2 separate regions of the Mus musculus genome follow, and region 2 is linked to region 1. A link is a contact called in public HiChIP or PLAC-seq data. All regions are on one chromosome and are shown on one strand. The core of a region is the stretch at or near the end of the contact, and the rest is flanking DNA. Distances in the headings are between cores, read along the strand shown.

Evidence for each region. HiChIP or PLAC-seq counts read pairs in DNA pulled down with a chosen protein or histone mark.
Region 2: a contact with region 1 is called in a BATF HiChIP or PLAC-seq map of CD8 T cells, with 7 read pairs. The contact joins the promoter of Cxcr6 here to the enhancer-like site in region 1. A contact is called at or near these places in 16 of 39 promoter capture datasets (3T3-L1-derived adipocytes, the HPC-7 cell line, HPC-7-derived erythroid cells and 12 more), 1 of 15 datasets of contacts at CTCF or cohesin (CD8 T cells), 7 of 484 Hi-C or Micro-C datasets (the AML12 cell line, CD4 T cells, CD8 T cells and 4 more), 2 of 115 datasets of contacts at active chromatin or transcription factors (CD8 T cells and embryonic stem cells) and 1 of 9 other capture datasets (adipose tissue).

What each region holds. Positions count from the first base shown.
Region 1 is chr9:123,732,727-123,736,939 of GRCm38.p6, reverse strand. No RefSeq gene overlaps it. Among named protein-coding and RNA genes, the nearest start is that of Lztfl1, 17 kb to the right of the region's middle. Within about 2 kb of position 2,584, at least 11 of the 459 cell types and tissues checked have an H3K27ac peak or open chromatin away from gene starts, as enhancers often do. A contact at or near this core is called in CD8 T cells, where this site is marked.
Region 2 is chr9:123,804,208-123,808,218 of GRCm38.p6, reverse strand. It overlaps Cxcr6 (chemokine (C-X-C motif) receptor 6), which reads right to left and starts at 1,742. Exons shown (of 2, transcript NM_030712.4): 1 at 1,674-1,742. The region is part of intron 14 of Fyco1 (FYVE and coiled-coil domain containing 1); the gene reads left to right.

The sequences.
Region 1 (4,213 bases), core at 1,335-3,834:
TCAGTGCCAGGTCCCTGATGGAGGAGTTGGAGAAGGGACTGAAATTGCTGAGGGGATTTGCAGCCCCATGGAGGGAGCAACAGTGTCAACTGGCCAGATCCCCGGAGTTCCCCAGGGTCTGGATCACCAACCAAAGAGTACACATGGAGGGACCCATGGCTCCAGCTGCATATGTGGCAGAGGATGACCTTGTTGGACATCAGTGGGAGGAGAAGTCTTTGGTCCTGAGAGTGTTCAATGCCCCAGTGTAGGGGAATGCCAGGGAGGAAAGGCAGGAATAGGTGGGTGGGTGGGGGAACACTCTCATAGAGGCAGGGGGAGGTGGGATGGGATAGGGAGTTTCCAAAGGAGAGACCTGGAAAAGGGAAAACATTTAAAATGTAAATAAAGAAAATATTCAATTTTAAAAACATCTTCAAGTCTTTGAAGAAAGAAATTGAAGAAGATATCAAAAGATGTAAAGATCTTCCTTGCTCATGGATCAGTAGGAATAAAGAGAGGGAAGCTATAATCAGGATATATTTTATGAGAAAAGAATCCATTTTCAATAAAAGAAAAGAAAAGCAGTCTTCCCTATTGCTGTATTTGAAAATCTTACTCTTTTCTTCAGCAGCCACTTCATCCATCATAGTTACTTCTAGAAAGCTTTCTTTGCTTTATCTTCCCCACCAGGAGGATTGATGAGCAGGACATACCAGACCTGGCAAGATCCGAGGTTTTATATCAACATTTGTGCCTCAGTGTGTTCACTTACGATGGCATCTTTGAATCACTGGGTTCAGAATCAATTGAAGAACTTGTTAGCATCCCAATTTCTACACACTGATCCAAATTCTCAAGTGTGAGGTGGAAGAAAGTGCATCGTATCCAGCTACCCAGATCTGTACTGCTCTCAACCTTGGCCAGAGAAGCTTTTTACTGCTGTGGGTAGCAGTTAATGAAGAGATTCATATAGCTGGTCAAAGTGCTCAGAGTAAGTGACTGTAAGCACTCATCCATAGATGGGACCTCTGTATCAATCTCCCATCATCCACAGCTCGGGGATCACTGAAGAAGAGGAGACAGGATGCTAAGTGTCAGAGGAAGTAGATGATTGCAGCAAAACTTGTCTTCTGTTCCTGACATGATAGTTGCACATATGAACACATGCTAACTGTAGTTATCTGCACAAGGCCTGCATAAAATCATGCTAGTAAAAGATTCCAAGATGGAGGCAGAAGAGGCTCCTGAGGCCTAAGATCAGCTGAGTAGGTATTGGCAATTAGTGCCTTCTCTGGGATACAGAGTAGCTTTCCTTTACAGGGTAGCCACTAGCAGATTGCCCATGTCCCAGTAAACCTCCCAACAGCTATGTGCACTTGGACACCAGTGAGGACTTAGTGGTTTATAAAAAGAAGACTTGAAGCTAGAAGGGATATGTATTGGGGCGGAGAACCAGGTGAAGTAGGTGAGAAAGAGTCAAGATTGAGTGCAATCAAGATCCATTGCATACATCTATGACATTTCGAAAGAATACAAAAAAAGGCAGTGTATTCTGATAGGGATTAAGTTAAATCTATAGGTAGTTTTTGTTAGTATTGACATCTTAATAATAATAAGTCATTCAATCCATGAAAAAAAAAAACAAAAAACAAACAAAAAGAAATATCGTTCCCACTCAAAAGGCATTAAATATATCTCCATGTACATTGCATGATGTCAGAGTTGATATAAGCTTCCTCAGATAAGTTTCTGTCTTTTTCTTTTAGGAGTATCTTTGTGGAGCTATGAATTATACACTCAGCAAATGTCTCTTTATTGGAGTATTCTTGGATCCCATGATAATATTTTTCTCACCAGACTCCAATACAGACAAAACTGAGTTCACATAAAACCAAATTTCAGAACAAGGGAGGATCCAAGTATAATACAAAGCATTCTGGAAAGAGGAAGCATGCCTTTCTCACAACACAATGGTCAAATCAACTAGCAGGGTATCCGTTGTGTTTTATAAAATGAAAGAGAAGCCAGGGATATGTTTGGTGGAAGTGCAGTATGATGTGGGGAAACGGGGTGCCTCTGTGGGCCATTGCTGAGGTATCCCTTCCCCCTGAGAATAGTTTATTTAGGGCATATGGATGGGAGTTGAGGGGGCAACAGAGACAGAGAAAAGGAGAGATAGAGACAGAGACAGAGACAGGAGGAGGAGGAGCAGGGGAAGGAGAGGAGAGGAGAGGAATAGAGGAGTAGAGGCCGGCCATGAGCACGTGGAGAGAAAGGGGGAGGGGAATGGGGAGAGAGTGGTAAGAAGGTAAGGAAACAAGAGCAAGAGGAAAAGAGGGCAAGAGAGAGAGGAGGGGCAAGCAGCCCCTTTTATAGTGAGTCAGGCATACCTGACTGTTGCCAGACAACTATGAGGTGGAGCCTAGGTGAAATGCCAACAGTATCCATCTCGTGTGTGTGTGTGTGTGTGTGTGTGTGTGTGTGTGTGTGTGTGTGTGTGTGTGAGTGTGTGTGTGTGTGTTCTGCCTGCATCAAGATACAAGAGAATTCCCCCTCTGAAGGAAGGCTGCAGGCCATGCTGGGCATCCTTCCTAACCGCCAGTGACTGTACAAGCAACAAGTAGAGAATCTTAAGCCTGAGTTCAAAGGCATTGATTGGCCCACACTTTAAGAAGTTTCCAAGCCACAAAAACCATTTTTTTCCTTAGTGGCAGTTTGATCAGGTCTAGCCTTTCTTCGTTCCCATATGTCAAAATAGTAAAAACCAGAGAAGCAGTATTCCTTCTAGATAATTCCTCTAGTAAGATAGTGTTTCTTCACTGTGGCTTGAGGGGAAAACACTGCCCAGACCCAATATCATCGTTAAAAGACCAGAATCTTGTATCTTCCACACCCTGCATGATACCATAATGGGTTTCAGTTTGACTGTCTTGTATCACCTCTGTTCCCCTCCCTAAGGAGGTATGCCTGAAGAGAGATCACAGCACCATAGCACCTCACTTTGTACACAGCTCAGGTCTGTCTATCAGTCACCCTGGAGCAAAATTGAAGCATTCTCTGGCTCTTCTATGCATTTCTGGTATTACAGATGGAGGATTTGGAGGCTAACATGAATTTGTGAGTTTCTTCAAAGGAAAATCAATCCATAGAATCAGTGTGCTTAGGCTTATTACTCACTTTGGCTCTCAAGAGCAGGTACCCATCTATCTCACTATTGTGACCCTGAGCCTTAGCTGGTGCCTGGCATGCATATCACATATACAGTGTGCATTTGCTGGACAAATTAACAAACTTGGTCACCTAAACTTCATAATCAGCCATGTGTGATATTTATATCTTCAATCAAAAAGTGAGCTCCATAACAAAGATAATAACCATCAGATGGGAAATCCAACATCTGCTGTTCTTGTGGAGAATCCACATTTGGTTCCCAGAACTCAAAAAGCAAAATGCAAGCATCTGTAAGCCCAGTTCCAGGGGATCCAATGTCCTCTCCTGGCCTCAGAAGGTACGACCCATACATGTGATACAAATACGTATATGCAGGCAAACACTTATACCCATAAAATAAAAATTAAGAAGTATTTCAACCATAGCACAGAACTTTAGGCTAGCCACAAAAGGGGGAACTTTATATAGAACACATTTATAACAAGCTGAGCACTTCCCTGCCAGCTTTCAGCTTCTATGAGCAGGTTTCTTTTTTAGGTAAAAGATGAGTAAATTCTTTCAATTGGTTATACAGAAAGATGCGATTCACAAAGCCTTAGAAAGTCGTGGACCTTAAACCAGTTGCCTGTTTTAGTTTGTACTGAAAAAAAAAAATGGTGAGAGTTTTTGTTCTCAGCAATGTGCCTACTGGTTTTTGATTTTGCCTCTGGCATCAGTGTAAAAACACATGCATAAATATACCTTTGTATGCACAATACATGCAAACCAACTCTTTTAGTGCCAGCAATCTATCCTTCATCTTTCCTCTGCACACATCCAATGATCTTTCTCTTAGACTAGCAGAACATCTTCTAGTTACCAGGCAGGTATACCTGGCTAGCTTCTGACCCAGAATAGACAACCAGGCAGCAAAACACAAAGCTTAGGACTTCCTAGAGCTTTGTATCTGAACTACAGTTTTTAGTTTTACTCATAATCTACCCTCTCTCTTCACATTAAAAATAAATCCCTTCTTAAACTTTTGCCCTCTGAAGTTTCTGTCTCTGTCAGGGTTTTGTCC
Region 2 (4,011 bases), core at 493-2,992, 72 kb before region 1:
TGCCAGTGAAGGTTCTAAAAGATGCCTTAAGAAGTGTTTGGGCAGAACTTCTGTAAGATTTACCAAGACAAAATATTACCTGGTCAGATGAGGATATGTAAAAGTTGAAGACATCCTTTCCTTTTAATCCATGTGGTCATTTCTTGCTCTAAAATTGAGTCCTAAGCGGAAATAGTGTCCACCCTAACACTTCTGGAACTTATACCTTCCCTAGAGCCATAATGCCTTTTCTCACCATCAAGGAAGGACCTTGCCTTTAAAACTAGGCTACTCAGTAACTAGTCCCCACACCCAGACCTCGGGATAGATCTCTGGTCTTGATAAGCTGATGGTAGGCATCCGGCCCCATAGCCTTCTGAGGTGCTAAAGGAGTGTCAGGTATTTGTGTGTATCATATTGACTCACATGGGGATGATTTCTTTTTCACCCTTTAAAATATGAAACACCTTTGCTTTCCCAAGAGTTACCTCCAGTTCTCTGTTGTTACCTCACTTGTATTTGCTTTTTTGTTGTCCTATTCTTTTCTGAATCCAACCTTAGCATGGCTCTTCAGAAAATGTACAAATCCGTATTCACTGTTATGTTAGTAGATAGGGACTAGACTATACAAATAGAATATTGAAATTCACTAGATTGGGGAGATGACTGTCAGTAGAATGCTTGCTTTACAACCATAAGCACACAAAATCACTGTCTCTTATAAAAAAAAGTTAACATTTCTTTATAATTGAAATATTGATTAAGGAAAATGAAACAGTAATGAAACTTTTGATATGTTTTTTTTAAAAAGCCCAATAGCAAATTATAATTGTATGTAAAGCATAAAATGTAACCCAAATATTTAAGAAGTACTTCTAATTATTTTGGAAGTTTCAGTATATTTAAATTGCTGAAAACAGAAAAAAATATGAGAAACACACACACACACACAAACCCACCATGGGCTATTACTGTTATAACAAATAGATGATACTTCTGATCTTCCTGCTTCCACCTCCAAAGGTCTGGGATTGCTGCCACACCTGACACTTAACCTTTTGTGGTCACAAACCTCTTTGAGAATCTCATTGAAGCTGTAGACCTTCTCTGAGAAATAAAGTCCATACAGCTATAATTCTAAGGCTTCATGAACCACATATTCTATAGGCTCTTGTTTAAAGACCCTTTAATAACATTTGTAATTTTTTTTTTACTCTAGTCTTAAAGGACCAAATTCTGTCAGCATTGGCCTTTGGCAAAATTATAAATTACTTATTTCATCTGTTTTGTTTATTTACTTATTTGTAGTCTATAATGTCTACAGTTGTGTGTTGATTTATATTGAAAAAAGTAGATAGTTATTGTGGATTATAGCTTGTTTTTTAAGATACAAAAGAACTTTTTTAAGATACAAAATAGAAAAAGATTGATTAAAAATAGAAGACCAGTGACTAGACTGCTCTGGATTCCTAGGTGGGTCTGATTATACCGTTACTACCTTTCCCATCCTTTTATAACCACTTGCTATATTCCAGAACCAATGAAGCAGTTCTCACATTTCTCCAACCCTTGCAGCAACCATGGCAGTGAGGGATGGGAGCCATGGCTAGCTGAATTCAGTAGCTCGCACCGTATACACAGGTCCTGCTGCAGACAGGAATGAGAGATGCAGCAAAAGAAAGCAAATGACTCACCAGAAGAGAAGCCCAGTAGCTTTGTTCCAGAGTGAAGTGTGCTCACTAAAGGTCTGCCTCTGGTTCTCTGTGATGTGGTCTGTGTTTCCGTCAAATACTTAAGAGCCTTCAGCTAGAGACCTGCCCCCGTCTCTATCCCATAGGCAGAATCCACATGACAAGCTTGACAAACCTGCCCACTTAATTTGAGAGTCAAAGATGAAGCATGATTCTGATGCTTCATACTCCCTTTTTCTTGGCTTAGCACATTTCCTGCTGTTAAAAACGAATAGGATTTCCATTAATGCTCTCCTAAAGGGGAGCAGAAAGTAGACTTGACTTTTGTCAGTCCACTGACGATGGTGGACTTTGTTTGTGAAAATCACTTTGTTTACTGGTCACACATGTCTTTGGAACATTTTGGTTCTGGGCCAACACAAAGCCCATGCTATGGATTAGGCTCTGTATGAATGTAGATCCAGTATTTACCACAGATGTCTTGAAACATTGCTGAGGGCCAGGTATTATCTCCATTTACAGATGAGAATGTAGGAAACAGAGCCAAAATAACTGGTGAATTCAGAGCTACAAGCTCAGGCTTCTGATCATTCACAGACCAATGGAACAGGTTGCTTCTAGGTGGTTGGTTGTGCTGGAGGACCTGGTATAGCCCTACACTCTGCCCCCACAGGCCTCTGGCAGGCAGTGCCCACCTACCGTGCTTGGCTTTGCTAGAACTGCCTGAGGTTAGCCTCCTGGACTTTCCTCTATTTGATAGACACTATGATCTTAATGCAGTCTGGTTTTTACTTTCCGTGAGCTAGCATTGCTGACTTCCAGGAAAATTAGCCTGGAAGTCAGGAACTTGGAGTAGGACCAGAATCTAGAAACTAGTATTTGATTTTATTGTAAGAAAGGTATTATATGGAGGCTTCCATTTACAACTGTTGGGTTTTGCTCACCTACCCATGGATGCAGTGAACAATGAACAAATGAACAGATGCATAGGCTGCATCAAATACTGAGCGGGAGATAGTTGAAACACCTCTCCTTTTAAAAGAATCTTTTGGGTGCTAGAAAGATGGCTCAGCAGTTAAGAGCACTTCCTGTTCTTGCAAAAGACACAGATTCGATTACCAGCACCCAGATGGCAGCATACAACCATGCATAACTTCAGTTCATATCTATGAGCAAAACACATAAAATAAGTCTAAAACTATTTTAAAGATACCTTTTAGGACAAGACAGCCTTCAGTTTTACTACATTTATAGGATAGTACTAGAATGGCCTGAGATTTGTCAAGCATTGCTGTACTCTTCTCAAAATTATTTGTCTTCCTCAAGAACAGAGAGGCCCATCTCACTGCTCTGAGATTGTGCATGAACTTCTAAGGCACGTGCACAGGAGACTGTGGGGAGATTACATGTGCAGATTTGAAAATGTATGGTACTTTTGTCATAGCTATGCTACAATGGAAAGTTCTGTGGAAAATAAAAGATTTGCAAGTAAATTCAAGGAACTAGTCCACTTGGGGCCACTTAACACAAATAAATAGCCTTTTACCATTCAGATGTGTAGTGTGCATTGCACCGTAAGTTTTTTTGACTCAAAGATCTGAACTTCTCAAGAGTGAGTACCCTGTTGCCTGTGTCGTGCATTTCCTCAGAAATACTTAAAATCTAAAATAGAATTGAGAAGACATTGGGCATGGTAGGCACTATTGCTTCAGTCTTATCTTGGAAGTCAGTTGTTCTGATCTATCATCTTTTCTAAAAACCTGGCATTCTTAAGTCAGAACTATTAGGATATCAACTCCAAGACTTGGTTTTGGTTTTTATTTGTTTGTTTGTTTTGTTTTTGTTTTGTTTTGTGCTGCTTGGGGGAGGAGAAGTTAGCACAGGACACTGATGAGTGGCAGAGTTGTGGAGGACAAATTTGTGGCTGAATGTCCTTGAGGAAATAGCCAGCTATTTGCAAATGAGCTAGAAATGGCTTGTTTATTGGCACCATAGGTAGGTTTGTGTATTCTGAACAGACCATAAAAACCAAGTGTTCAGAAGCCAAGATCTTAGAAGTGCTGCTTTTTGCTTGTCTGTTAAACAGAAAGGATGTCAGTTACCGCGGTGAATGTGTTCTGTGCCACTCTGTGCAACACCAGCCTGTGTGGTGACTGAAGCCTTGAAGCCTTTGCTACTGCAAACTAGGAGCTGAATTCTTAGTTTAGTTGATCCTAATTAATGTAAGTTTACATGGGAACCTGTGGCTGGTGATCACTGTTGGGCAGTGCAATCTGAACTGAAGATTCCTAATCCTCTCCTAGAGCCTGGCATTCAGTAGAGCAAGTGACAAAATGGCAAG